2 separate regions of the Mus musculus genome follow, and region 1 is linked to region 2. Evidence: chromatin contacts called from public HiChIP or PLAC-seq data. All regions are on one chromosome and are shown on one strand. Each heading gives the region's core, a stretch centred on a gene start, on an enhancer-like site or on the middle of the called end of the contact. The rest is flanking DNA. Distances are from core to core; before and after follow the strand shown.

What was found. HiChIP or PLAC-seq counts read pairs in DNA pulled down with a chosen protein or histone mark.
Region 1: a contact with region 2 is called in an H3K27ac HiChIP or PLAC-seq map of microglia, with 4 times the contacts expected there. The contact joins the promoter of Tpra1 here to the enhancer-like site in region 2. A contact is called at or near these places in 4 of 115 datasets of contacts at active chromatin or transcription factors (the SCID.adh cell line, embryonic stem cells, microglia and 1 more) and 3 of 9 other capture datasets (adipose tissue, liver and pancreatic islet).

The regions. Positions count from the first base shown.
Region 1 is chr6:88,900,484-88,906,932 of GRCm38.p6, reverse strand. It overlaps Tpra1 (transmembrane protein, adipocyte asscociated 1), which reads right to left and starts at 4,682. Exons shown (of 12, transcript NM_011906.2): 1 at 4,403-4,682; 2 at 855-984.
Region 2 is chr6:88,808,480-88,815,441 of GRCm38.p6, reverse strand. It overlaps Mgll (monoglyceride lipase), which reads right to left. Exons shown (of 8, transcript NM_011844.4): 5 at 5,996-6,106. Among named protein-coding and RNA genes, the nearest start is that of Abtb1, 30 kb to the left of the region's middle. Within about 2 kb of position 5,596, at least 23 of the 459 cell types and tissues checked have an H3K27ac peak or open chromatin away from gene starts, as enhancers often do. A contact at or near this core is called in the SCID.adh cell line, adipose tissue and microglia, where this site is marked.

The sequences.
Region 1 (6,449 bases), core at 3,433-5,932, 92 kb before region 2:
CGGCAAAATGAATGGGCCTCCCAAATGGGATGTGGGTGGATCCAGACTCAACAGAGCCATACACGTGACCACTACAGAACCAGGCCGGGATTGACTCTGTAGACCCGGTGGCACACTTCGTCCCAGACACTCCTTTCTCCAGACGTGGGTGCACGAGCTTGTATACTGCCAGGAACACTTAAATCTTTTCAGAGGAAAAGGTCGTGGCTTAGGGACCTACCTGTCTGTGGCAGGAGTGGCAAAGAGCTTGGTGCCCCCTGTTCAGTGTCAGCGGTAACTCAAAAGGAGCATTGTGGTCCACTAACTCTAAGCAGTAGCAGGAAAAGGCAGGGCTTGGGGGGCACTCGGGGACATCCTGGATTTGGCAGGGTCATTACACTCTAGTGCTGTCTCTGCTGAAAGGGACAGGAAACCTCTGAGCAGGCAGCCAAGACCCTGTCCTCAGCCTTCTCTGATTTGTTACACCTCCAACTTTCTGATGGGGAGGGGCAAGGAGGGAAGTATGTCCCTGGTTCCTAGTAGGGCATTTCCACTTTTTCCCAGTCCTGACGATCGGCAAAGGTGAAGGGAGCAACCATCCTCCACCCACGCACCCTCTGCTTGCCCAGCGGATCTGACCATGTGGTTGGTATAACCAGCAACTCACTGGGCTGCTCAGGTGTGGGTGGGACAGGGCAAGCAAGGCCTACCCTCTTGCCGGCTCCCTCCCAAGGATGGGGGTGGGAGTGGGGAAACACAAACCTTTGTACTTAAAAAGCAAAGTTCTGCTAGGGATAAGGGCTGAGAAGACAGTGGAGTGGTTCACTATGACGGGAACAGAGCGCAGACAAGTCTCCAGGACCCACACGTCTTACCAGCAGAACCCGGGATTTCAGTCTGCTTTCTCCAGCTTCCCCTGAAGGAGGGACTGGCCACAAGGACACCAACAGAGTGCAACTCGCCAGCTTCAGGTCGTGCCCTTCTTCCTTCCTGTCAGCCGGAATACTGATGTGCCGATAGGAACAAGAGCAGCCATGTTAGACCATGAGATAGAAGTAGGTCTCTCCATGAATGCCCAAGGCTGCTTCCACAGCCAAACGAAACAGTGCAGTCCTCTATCTAGTTACCATGGCCTTGTGTCCCAGTTAAGGCTGAATTCCAGGGAACATAGGAAGGTTGATTTGGGTTGGTGTTCTGTCAAGAGGACGCATGACTGGGGAGTCAGCCTTGGAAAACTCTGGATAAAGAACATTCCTCAGAGAGAATGGCAAATACAAAAGTTCTGAGGTAGAAACAGACTTGGCCAAAGACAAAAAAGACTAGGCCAGGGCGGCTGGAAAGAGAAAACAGTTGGTAAGACTGGGTCAGATGGGGTGGCACACCTATAACATGATTTCATTCTCGGTACTGAAAAGGCTCTTTCCAAAGACCCCAAGCCACTGTGGGTGGGGTCCCTTAGGCCACTGCAGAGAATGGACAGGTCTAGGTGAGACAGGAAGGAGAGACAGCAGCAGGATGGAGAAGGTGGGATAGGGCCAGGCAGCCAATGGGCACACTTTCCCCGGGGGCACTCCGAACTTCGGCTCTGTCCACAGACTTAGATGGGATTAGCTCCATACAGCACAAATGTCAGGAAATGCGAGCATTTTCAAATCCAGCCAACCAGAAAGTCCCAGCACCCTGCTGAGGTCAGCAGGCCAAGTGTGACTCTGGGCTGGGGCCTTGGAGAGAAAGCTCACAAAGAGCAAAGTCACAAGGTGGATGCAGAGAGAAACACTGGACTCCTAGTAACCCCGGACTCTGCCACATACGACACCCATCCTTCCCAGTCATGAGACGGCCAGGTCCCCTTCACTACCAGGGTGTTTGAGTCTGACTTCTCAATTTTCCAAATAGATCAGATGTTTACTTGTCTTGCATTGCTGGACACTGGATCTATGCTAGGCAAGCACTGGACAATGAGCAGTGAGACTTGCGTCATCACTTTTGAGACAGGGTCTCCCTAGGCTGCCCATGTTGCCCAGCCTTGAACCTGTGATTCTCCTGTCCCAGCTTCCTAATAGCTAGGGTGGCAACAGGCTTGTGTCCCCAGGCCTGGTTCCCATCTCCTGTAGGTTATGGAATTGGCAAGCCAGGCTAGGATGGCATTCCTGGCCCTGCCTCCTGCTTGCTGTGACCTTTGATGAGTGAGTCACTTCCCTTCTGAGAGTCACAGGGACAATCACAGCAAGATTCTATGACAGTCAAAAAAGGCGAGCTGTGAAAATGTCTACCAAAGGGCTGGAGAGATGATGGCTCAGCGGTTAAGAGCACTGGCTGCCTTTCCAGAGGTCCTGAGTTCAATTCCCAGAAACCACAAGTGTCTCACAACCATCTGTTATAAGATCTGATGCTCTCTTCGGACATGCAGGTGAACATGCAGACAGAACACTCACATACATGAGAGAGAGAACGAGAACACAGGCAACAGGTTGAAGGAATGAACACAGGGTGAGGTGTGAGCTGCCACCTGTGACACTTCCCTGTAGGATTGGGAACCCATCCCTAGGAGTCACAATGTTCACAGATGTGGCGACCCATAGTTCAGCTGTCCCCTCCAGAGCCCAACATCATAGCCACTTCTACACCTAGCAATAGCTCAAGGTACTCCTTTCTACCTGAGCAAGTGGACAAACTCCCAACCTGAAATACCCCTACTCCAGCAGTACTGGGGCTGGGAGGAGGTCAAGTTCACTGCACTGCCATGACTGTGCTACTGAAATAACTGAAGTAATGGTAACAAACACATTAGACACTCTTCCAGTGCACAGCCTCCATGCCCTGTGCTTCCTTCCTAGGTACACTGGACAAGCACCATCAGGACCCCAATCAAAGGAGGAGCAGGCATGGCCCAGGGGATCCACAGACCCCACCCTCTATCCTAGGGCCCAGGGCTTCTCCCCCAGATCTTCTGGCCTTGGGCACATGCAATGATAGAGAAGTGAAAGGAGCTGGCCCACCAGGGAAAAGAGGAAGGAGAGGGGGCAGACTGGGACAAAGAAGAGCTATGACATCTTGAAGGAGCAACAGAGCATCATGGAGGAGCCCAGGCCTCTGGAGACCGGGGGAACTGAGGTAAGGTTTCTTCCACCCGTGAACCTGAAAGGGCAGCTCTGACCTCAGCGCATTCTCCAGAGGCCAGGCTCCTGCCCACGACTCAAGCCTCGCCTTCCTCCTACCCTCTGTGGCTAGCTTGTTGGGCCTAGGTGGGACCTGTTCGGACACCCCAGACACCTCCCCAAGGGCCTTCTCTCCCTGCCCTGGGAGAGGTTGAGAGAGCTTGTCTTTCCCATCTGTGCAATGGGATTGCCCAAACCTTCTGAGTTCTTTTATGGGATTCCTACCCAGTAGAAGGTAGCAGTGCAAGCAGCCCCCCAAAGTTCTCTCCCTTCCCTCCTAGGCTGCTAAGCCTCTAAATCTAGCTGCAGAGCAGCATAGGAAATCCCCAGAGGATAGAGGCTAAGTTCCATGCCTCTCTGAATCTGTCAGCCTCAGTGATAGAGGAGAGATTGTGTCCTAAGAGGCCACTGTGGACAACAGGAAGAAGGGATGGTCCAGGTGACCTGCCCTCTGCCTCCTGACAATCCTTCTTGCCCTTCTTTAGCCACCAACTTATATCTCCCCTACCTCAGGGGCCTTTGTGTTTGCTTACCCGCAGCTTGATCCCATCATTTGACTCATTACCTCCCCCTCTAAGTGGACTTTATCTAGCCCACCTGGCTGTTGTTCTTTCAATGATTGTTTTTAAAGATAGGGTCTCATTGGGCCCAGGCTAGCCTCCAACTCTGCAAAAAGCCAAGGCAGGTCTTGAACTTCTGATTTCCCCCCTGCCTCCACCTCCCGATTCCTCCACCACCACCCAGTTCTTTGGTGTGCTGTTTATAGAACTGGGACTCCATCGGCAGCAGGTGTATTTACATGCTTGTGTGTCTTGTCTGTCCTAGGTCTTGTGACCCAACCCTCTAGAACAGGTAAGATCTCAAAAAAATGCTATGACGCGCACACATTTCCAGCACAATGCAACCAGGCTGGACAAGGATTGGGGGTGTCTGGACCCCAGACCCCACCACCCCCTCCTCGCTACGGAGCTAAGTGGAGTTGCCCTTCCTTCCGCAAGGCCAGGAAGGCAGAGGCAGAGCATGGGCTGGTCTTTCCGGCTGCCGCTGAGCTCTGGCTGCACCCGGAGCGGCGGGTGTCCAGCTCCATCCAGGATCCGGTCCTGACCGCTAGGGTCCCCAGAAACTTCTCAAAGGTTGTCTTGCGGCTGTACCCCAAGTGGCACGGGGACAGAAGGAGACGGTAGGCCCGAACCCGAAGAAGGAGCAGGGGCAGGGCCTCCTCGCTAGCTTGGCGGAGCAGGAGATGAGGACTCGGCCGCGCTTACCTGAGAGCAGGGCTGCGCAGGCCGCGGGACTCCGACCCCTGCGAGGTAGCGAGAACCGGGGAGCGTCGCGCAAGAACCGCAGCTGAGATGCTACGTGGATCGGTCAGAGGTGGCCGGACGCCGCCAGCGCGCAGGACTCACGGGACCCGCGGACTTCCCCGGTCCTCCCCTGGCAGCGGCGACTCTCAGGCGCCTTGGCTAGTGTTTTTCGTCTAAGCAAAACTGTGAAAACAGTCACAACCCCTGTTTGTGGCACTCATCCCCGCCCCCTCGGCCTCCAGCAGCCTATCGTAACGGGATTCCACCCACAGGAGTGGAACAGACCAATAAAATTCCTCAGATGGGCGAGGCGGCCCGCGGAGCTCTTAAAGGGACTGCAGTCGAAGCAAAGCAAAGTGTGGGTGACGGAAACTTCAAAGGGGAGAATTTTTTTTCTGCACAGCTTACCCCTAAAGCGTTTCGGGAAGCGTACTGAGCACGCTGTGCCTTTGCCCCGCATCTTTCTGCGGACAGCTCCAGTCCTCCGACCGGGTCGCCCTATGTCTTTGAGGATGGCGCCTAAGGGACCGGCGCCCCATAAATACTGACCTCTGGTCACCTGGACTAGGAAGGAGGGAAGGAAGGGCATCCCTTCCTCGGACGCCCTGTGCTTGCCCACTTCAAAGGGATCTGGCGTTTACAGGGCTCCAGTCCTGGTCTCAGTCACCCTGAAGGCTGGGTGCTATTAGTGGCGTTTTGCAGAAGAAACCTGAAGGGGTTAAGGGAATAAGTCCAAAGCCATCCAGCTAGGAAGTGGCCAGACCAGATCTCTTGCTTAAGCAGGTGCCTTCCAGAGGGACAGTCTTTCCTGTCTGTCGCCTTCCCTCCCTGTGGGACACCCCCAGGGCAACTTGGAGGCCTCATCTCAGGTCATCTGCTTACCTGTGCACCTTTGGCCGGCCACAGGATCTGCCCTATAGGCCATGTATTTTCAAACTTGTGGCTGCCCTTGGGCTTCTCTGCATGCAACCTCGGGCCTGTCTTCTCACATTCTCTCTTCACAGAGAGCTTCCTGGGCTCTCCCTCAAGAGTAGGTATTGACTTGCCTACCCCTTCCTCAGGCATTGGGGGGGGGGGCAGTGTGTCTCAGCAACACCTTAGAGGTGCCTCAGTGCTGGTTAAAGATGTAGGCACCTGTTTATTATAGGATCCCAGGACTGCCCCGTCCTGGTCACACAGGGGCTGGAATGACTCTGGGCCTCTTTGTGATTGGTCCGAGACTTAGCATCCCTGAGACTTCCAGGTTAGTCCCATTTGTCCATTTTGGTCTTAGTCACAGAAGCTGGCTGTGCCTGCCTGCGCCTACAAGGTCTGTAACAGCCACCCTGAAAACCATCAAGAGCTCCCAACTTCCTGCCAAGAGAATACAGTGCCCTGTTTAGGAATAATAGCAAAATACATGTCCTAGGCCCTCCTTGACCTCCAGGTGTCAAAAAGGCCACAGGAATTGAACTCAGGGCTTCTAACCATGCTCATAACCACTAAGCCTTTTCTCCAGCACCTGTCCCCAAACCCCACTGTCAATCACAAGGGCCTAGGGACTAAGCAAACGGGGTGTGGTGGGATGATATGTTTGTAATCCCAGTGCTCTTGAGGCTGAGACAGAAATATTGTCTCACACACCTTTAATCCCAGCACTTGGGAGGCAGAGGCAGGCGAATTTCTGAGTTCGAGGCCAGCCTGGTCTACAGAGTGAGTTCCAGGACAGCCAGGGCTACACAGAGAAACCCTGTCTCTGAAATAAATAAATAAATAAATAAATAAATAAAAATAAAAATAAAGAACTATCGTCTCAAGTTTGAGGCTAGCCAGGGCTATGTCTCAGAAGAACAGTAACAGTATGTCACTCTGCACTTGACCCTCTGGAATTCGGGGCTCCATGTGTGATGTCTGGGAGATTTTTACGGCATTTGCTGAGTGATGGAGGTCATCGAATGCCTCTTTCCCTCTGGCAGCAGAGGCAGTTGCTCCTCCATCACTGTGGCCTCTGCATACAGGACAGTGTGGC
Region 2 (6,962 bases), core at 4,347-6,846:
CACTTTCTATCCCCAGCAGCCGAAAGCCCAGTGGGAGGTGTGGTGGGAACACACCGGGCCTTAGTCCTGATGGGGGAGGTGATGTCATAGTGGCCATGCTCTAACACAGTCACTCCTGCCCCCCGGAGTTACTGTGCTAGCCCACAGGAAGGGGGTGGCAGTGTACTGCTAAGCATCAGCTCCTAACATTGAATGTCCAGTGCTGGCTGTGTAGATGAAGATGCTGGTGTCCTAGCAACAGGACTGGCTGCCCACTCACAGACATGGAGGAGGGCCATTGCCTGCAGGGATGCAGCCTTTTGTCAGGGTCTGCCCTACAGGATGCCACCCAGAAAAAAAAAAGGAGGGTCTCAGTACATTGGTGGCTGTGGGGGATCTGGGGACAAGCCAACTCTGGAAAGAGCCTGGGGCTGCTCAGGGCAGATGCCCCATTCCTCAACAAGCATGGAAGGAAAACTATAAAAGAAGGGTTCGTGTATGCGGTGATGTGGTAGTGGTAGCTGTCAGTTTGACAGAGTCTAGAACTACCTATGATAGGGATTGTCTTAGTTGTTGTAATTGGGGAGGGAAGACCCGCCTACTGTGGGTGGGGCCATTCCCTATCTGGGATCCTGGACTGAATAAAGTAGAGAGAGGGGTAAGCAGCTCCCTCCAGCCCCTGCTGTTGTGTCTTCTCCCCTGCAGTGGCTATAACCTGGAGCTGAGAGCTAAATACGTTGTCAGGATATGTTATCACAGCAACAGGAAAAGAAAACAAGGCAGGTGATGTCCGAGCACAGGTACCCAGGCCACAGCAAGAGCCGGGACCTTCCTGGCCCGAGTCACAGACATAGATGAGGGCTACTGCCTCACCTGAAAAGCTCCTCACTGACTCCCAGTGCGCAGGGAGAGTAGGAGTCACATTCCAAACCGAGCCGCTGGATGGACTCAGATGCTTGCTGGGCTATGGTCACCAGCTTCCTAAATCTGCACGGTAACTTCTAAGTAACAAAGCTAACAGGACCCATTCAGAGGGGAGCTCAACTTCAGGTAACAACAACCTCATGGCTTAAAGAGATATAAGTACTTTAGTAGCTACTTCTACTAACAAATCAAGGCAGGTAGAAGGCTGTTCCTGAGACACGGGCATCAAGCATCTGCAAGAGGCTCTTTCCCCAAGGTTCTTTTAAGGATGGATGATTGAGGCAGGGACGGAGTGTGGAGGGAGAAAGGCCTCCGCAGTGGAAGGATGCTGATTGGATAAAGGGCAGGAGGGCTGAGCAGCAGACAAGGGCCGAATGATAAGGAGGCATAGAGGAAGAAGTCACCACAGCAGATCCCACACCTGGAGGAGTCAGGGGTCAGGGTTGCCAGACAGTTCCTAGAAGCAGCTGCAATCACACCCCTAAGCTTTGGCCACAGCAGCAGGCCACACCGCTACAGTGTGTCAGCACGCACCCCTGATTCTCCCAGGAGACAGAGGGTGGGGCCGTGCTCACCCACAGGTGGAAAGCATACGGGATCCAAGTCACTGACACTTCGGCAGCCTTCTCAAGAGAGGTCTTCGTGATGTGCAATTTGTCCTGCAGGGTGTGGAGACAGCGTGGGCGCAGCTCAGGAAGAGGGAGACTACGAGCTGCCCACCTTTCCCAGCAGGCAAGTCAGACCCAACTGGATCACAACTGGGTGTTAACTCTGGGTCTGAATCCCTGCGAAAGTCTCGTTATAACAACCTTCATTAGTATATATTTGCATGTGGTCATTTTACAAACGTGCTGGCTTCTACAGACATTTCTTTCAAGTTTGCCGCGTAGTTTGCCTGTGTTTACCCCCACTCTTCGCTCCTGCTCCCCATTCCTTTTTCTTGCTCAGCCTATTCCTTTTCTCAAAAGTGCCCTTTCTACTTTCACACCGTGCGCCTCTGCATATACATGTGTGCTTTTTTCACATATGAGAGGAAGTGTGGCATTTGTCTTTCTGCGTTTACTTCATTTCACACAATGATTTCCAGTGCCACTCATTTTCTTGCGAGTGACATAATTTTGTTCTTTGTGCCTGAGTAAGAAAGACTCCATTGTGTGAGCACACTGTATTTCCTTGATCCAGTCACCTGCTGATGGCAACTTGGCTGGTTCTGGATCCTGGCCACTGACACCTATAGCGGTGAACCTGGGTGTGCAGACATCTCTGTCTAAGTTCCCACAAGTGGTAATACCTGCATCACATGGTAACCTGTTTTCTTTATTTTATTTGCTTACAAATGGGGACAATCAAGCTTCCTCTAAGATTCCTGGTGTTTCCCCTGCAGAACTTGTGGCTTGGTCCTTGCTGGTTAACTGAATGAAAAGCAAACAGCACCCCTAGTGGAGAAGTGTGTGGCTTGCAACTTTTCTGATGGTTTTTGAGACAGGAACTCACAGGGTAGCCCAGGCTAACCTTCAACTTACCACCCGCTCTTCACTTTTGGAGAATTGGGGTGGCAGGTATATACTCCCATGACTGGATCTGTGACTGAAGCTTTGCGATCTGTAATGTAGCCCTATAAACGTACTTCTCCCCCAACTGTGGCTGCTCTCCTCATGAGCAAGGCCTGGAGAAGGTGTGTGTGTCTGTCCGTCCGTATGTCTGCCCTGAGTCTCTGTCACAGCCTGAGGACAGTTCTGAATCAACTGCAGTACCCATCACTGTAAATAGTAGAGACGTGCATAAATGCCTTTATTGATCTGAAAGGTCTTAATAGCTCCTCTGATCATTTTTAAGCTTCAGCCAGAAGAACTTGCTGTGAGAGGTAGTTACTGCCCCTTCGTTCTAACGTGGCTCCCAAAAGCTGGCCTGCACGGAGGCCACGGGATGGCTACAGCTGTGACCTGGCAAGGCTCTCTAGGGTAACTTTAAATTGTTCTGGGCAGGAATGCATCCTGCCCAGTTGAGCAATAGAATGTTTTGTGCCTTTCCAGTGGCTCGGAGCACGCTCCGATGGCTCTGAGCTTGCTTTTCAAGTTCAGATTCTGGAAATCTGAACCCCAACTCTCAGAAAACAGGTGCCTGTGGGTCTGAAGGAGTCACACCTGTAGCTTATGGCGGCTGACCCACTGGCCCGTGCAGGGCACTCTCATCTGCAGCACCCCGTTCCATATCCCTTCCAGCCCACTGGAGTCCACTGACACTGGGGTGTTCAGATGGGAAGTAGGCTCTGGCCCACAGGAAGCTGACCTGGGGACATGCTTTAGGGTGAAAGGGGCTCAGTGGCCCAGGCAGTAATCAAACCGACCTTGAGAAAAACAATGGCCTCATTTCCTGGTCTTCTAATTGGGAGTCATTTCCTGTTCTTGCAGGTGGCACGGGAGCAAACAGTGCTCTCTGTGAGACAGGTCTCCTGGAGCTAGCCCCTCCCCATACTTCAGCTAGAGGCTCCCAAGAACTGGGAATGGAACACCCTGAAGTCCTGCTCAGTAGCCCCAGAGACCTCATAGGGAGCTAGATACCCACCCCCACCCCCACCCCCACCCCCAGGGACCTCATAGGGAGATAGTTCCCACTGAAGACAACCTTGGCGGTCCCAGCCCAGCCTGGCCGGGAAGTTTTGCCTTCCTTAAGGTTCCTAGAAAAAGAAGGGATGCCAGATGACACAGAGAGATTGTTCAAGAGAGGCAGCCTGGGCTGGTGAGCAGCTGAGACTGGTTCTCTGCAATTTTGGTCTCTAAATTTCTGCTGTTGCCGTCCCCCCCCCCCGCCCCCCCCCCGCCCCCGTGAAACCACTTCCTCAGCAGAGAGTGCTGGGCACTGCTGTCTTTGTCCTCAGTCTCTTCCCGGGGCTAAATATATCCCAGCTTGTCTGAACAGAGCCTCAGTGTAAAAAGCAGATGGTGCTGAGTTTATGGTGCCTGGGCATCCTCCCACCCCAGGGGTGAAGTGGTCACCTTCACACACCCATATGCACACGAAGACTGACGCACTACCTGGGGACCAGCTGAGGCTTGGGTACTGGCTGGAGGATGCTGTCTGGTCACACCAGGATTTCTCTTCTGGGGTTGGCTTCCACTGTGTGGGTCCCCACAATCATGTGCCCACCACTAATGGGGCATGCCAGCCCCATTAGCTGAGCTCAGGGATCCATGTGGCTCTGGGACCATTCACAGGACATCATGGAGGAGGGGGGGGTTCTCTTTCACTCCTCCCATCCCTCCTTCAGAGTCCCCTCCTGTGCACACCGCCTCCACTTCATTTCCCAGCCAGAGCACAGGAAGGGAAAAGGCAGCAAGCACTCAGTCCACCTGTGAGGCTCACACGAGTAGGCAACTGGAAATGAGCTCAAGGTTGCTTGCTCTTTCGGGAGTTCTAAGCCAGGGTCTGTACTCGGTGGGATACGCGAGTCCGGTGGGGAAAGACCACCAAGGCATTCAACAACAAAACGACAAAATAAAACCAAACCCCTCAAAGAACAAGCAGATTAAGTAAAGGGACATGTAATATTATCCCCCTAGTCTACGTGGAACAAGTCCCCATCTGCAGAAAGAACACACGGTGCTTTGTGCACGCCAACTGTATCCCGTAAGCCATCTCTGACAGCATGGCTGCTGACCGGCCGGCTCCCTCCGGCAGGCATCTCTTCATGCCCTTTTCTATCTTCTGACATTTGAACTCTATGAATTATTCTCCAATATTTAAAATTACGCTGGAAAGAAAAGAAAGGCGTGGTGATCCTCTCTCGGGGAGCCTGTCTGAAGACTAGGCCACACGAGCAGAGCAGCCACTTGCCCTGGGCAGGTGAACCAAGCAGTCACACTTTGTGCCCATCAAAGACGACACAGGCTGAGGCCTGGGGGGCAGCAACAGACGTGGGGTGGGGCTGGCCCTGGCCAGACCCAGGGAAATCTAATTTGTCTTCGTTAATCAGATGAGACCTGTGTCCCCCTAGAGACCTCTGCTCCTGATTTGACAAGGTGATCTATTAGTACCAGGCCTGGAAGGTCACTGGCTCAGAAGTGTGGCCACTGCTGGTCCTAGAGGGAGCCCCATGGGACCCTAGGAGGAAACCTTGCTGCTTGCCTCTGGGCCCAGCTGCTATGATGCACTCTATCTAAAAGGCTCTGTGAATTTTCTCTACAGGGAAGACATCCATCACTCTAGGGCTAATCTTGGCCAGATTCCCTCTTCCCAAAGCTCAGTGATCCCAACCCCAGCACACCAGTCTTGCCTGGGACTGTGTGGGTGAACCCAGCTCCTACGTGGCAACTCCTGACACAGTTGTGGACTCCTTGATGCACCGGCCACAGGTCTCCAGAGTGTCCCCTACCAGAGGGACACTCCTTGTGGCACACAGGATTGGTGCTCCACTCCCTCTGGGGTTCTCTTGCCTCCTGAGGACAGATCTACACTGAGGGCACGCCCATAGTCTCTCAGGAGTACTGGCTTTGGCTTCTTTCTTGGGGTGGGGGCAGATACAGTTCTGGGTTGTCTCGTTGCCTAGCTCATCCTGTCAAAGGGAGCCAAAGCTCTGACAACCAGAGCAGACCCTGACCACACAGCACATCATTACCCATAATGCAAGGCGCTGCATCTGTCTGTCAGTCGAGGCTGGAAGAGCTCAGGGGCGGGACGGAGCTGCTGGGAACAGGATTCCTCAGCTGCAGCTCCACTCCGGGTTCGCTGAGTGTGTGTCGCAGAATGTGTGCTGAGGCGGGCACACATTCTGCGACAGCAGCTCATGCGTGGGACTTGTCAGCAAGTGTGGCTTTGCCAGCGAGAGCACGCCTGTCACCTTTTCCTCTCCCTGACTCTGTCTGGCCAGTTCAACATGCACAAACAGGAAGGCCTTCTTCCTTTGTGTTTTGGGAAAAGAAACACCTGAGTTCACAATTTAGAGCCCCAGTGACTGTCTGACGTCAAGCCTTTACACAAGGGCGTCTAAAGTTCAGGGACGGCCCTGGACCCTTTGACACAGACTCCAGCTGCAAAGGAATGTATCCTGTCCTGGGAAGCTCCGTGGTCCGTACAGACCGCAGCACCCTCTTACCTTCAAAGTCGATGCAGATTCCGGATTGGCAAGGACCAGAGGTGAAATCAGGACCATGCCAGAAAAGTAGGTTGGCCTCTCTGCAGCCACTAGGATGGAGATGGCACCGCCCTGCGAGGTAAAATAAACAGAAGTGAGACCAGTTTCTAACCAGCATGACCCAAACCCTTGCCTGTTCCACTCTGGTCAAGGGCCCTCCATCCCCTGGCAGACCTCCATCCCCTTGGCAGATCACATCTTCTCCTTCCTATTTCTCCTTCTCTCTTCCCTTCCCTTCCCCCTTCTCCTTCTTTCCCTCTACTCCCTCCCTTCTCCCTCTCCTTTCTTTCTCTAGCCTTCTCTCTTCTCCCTTCCCTTTAAAAACATTTTTTTTTCTTTTGAGATAGAGTATCATTCTATAGTCCAGGATAGCTAGAGTTTCACGGCAATCCTCTTGCCTCGGCCTCCTGTGTGCTGAGAGGAGAGGACAGAGCCAGGATCAGTAAGGTTTTATTTCTCTTCTCTGCATTTTCTAAGGGCAAACATTTCAAACAGATACAAAGAAGTTTCCTGCTTGTGGGACACAAATGTAGCAACACATCACATTCTAGTCTCAAGCCAAAGCCAGTAGCCCCACAATTCATCCATTCTGACAAGCTTTATAAGGGTTGTTTCCTTTCTTTAGGGAGAGTCCACTGAATGTGGATGAAGCAGGAGGAGGCAGAGGCAGTCTTGTCTGTTTGAAGCACAGAGGAAATGTGACAACAAGGCTTGCAATCTCCAAGGCTTATAGGGGCCAGAGATGTAAAGGCAGAGCCAGGCCGTGTGGAGGTGCCCTGCAGAGCAGTCGTGGGCCTAAGCAGTTCTCAGACCTCTGCTAGCTTTCCTGCTGGAAGGAATGGCCTACTGGCTGCTAGGGGAGGGGTCGTCTGAAGTTAAATGTGGTTGGCTCTTGATTCTCAGAGATCTCAAAGGGAAAGGGTCTCAA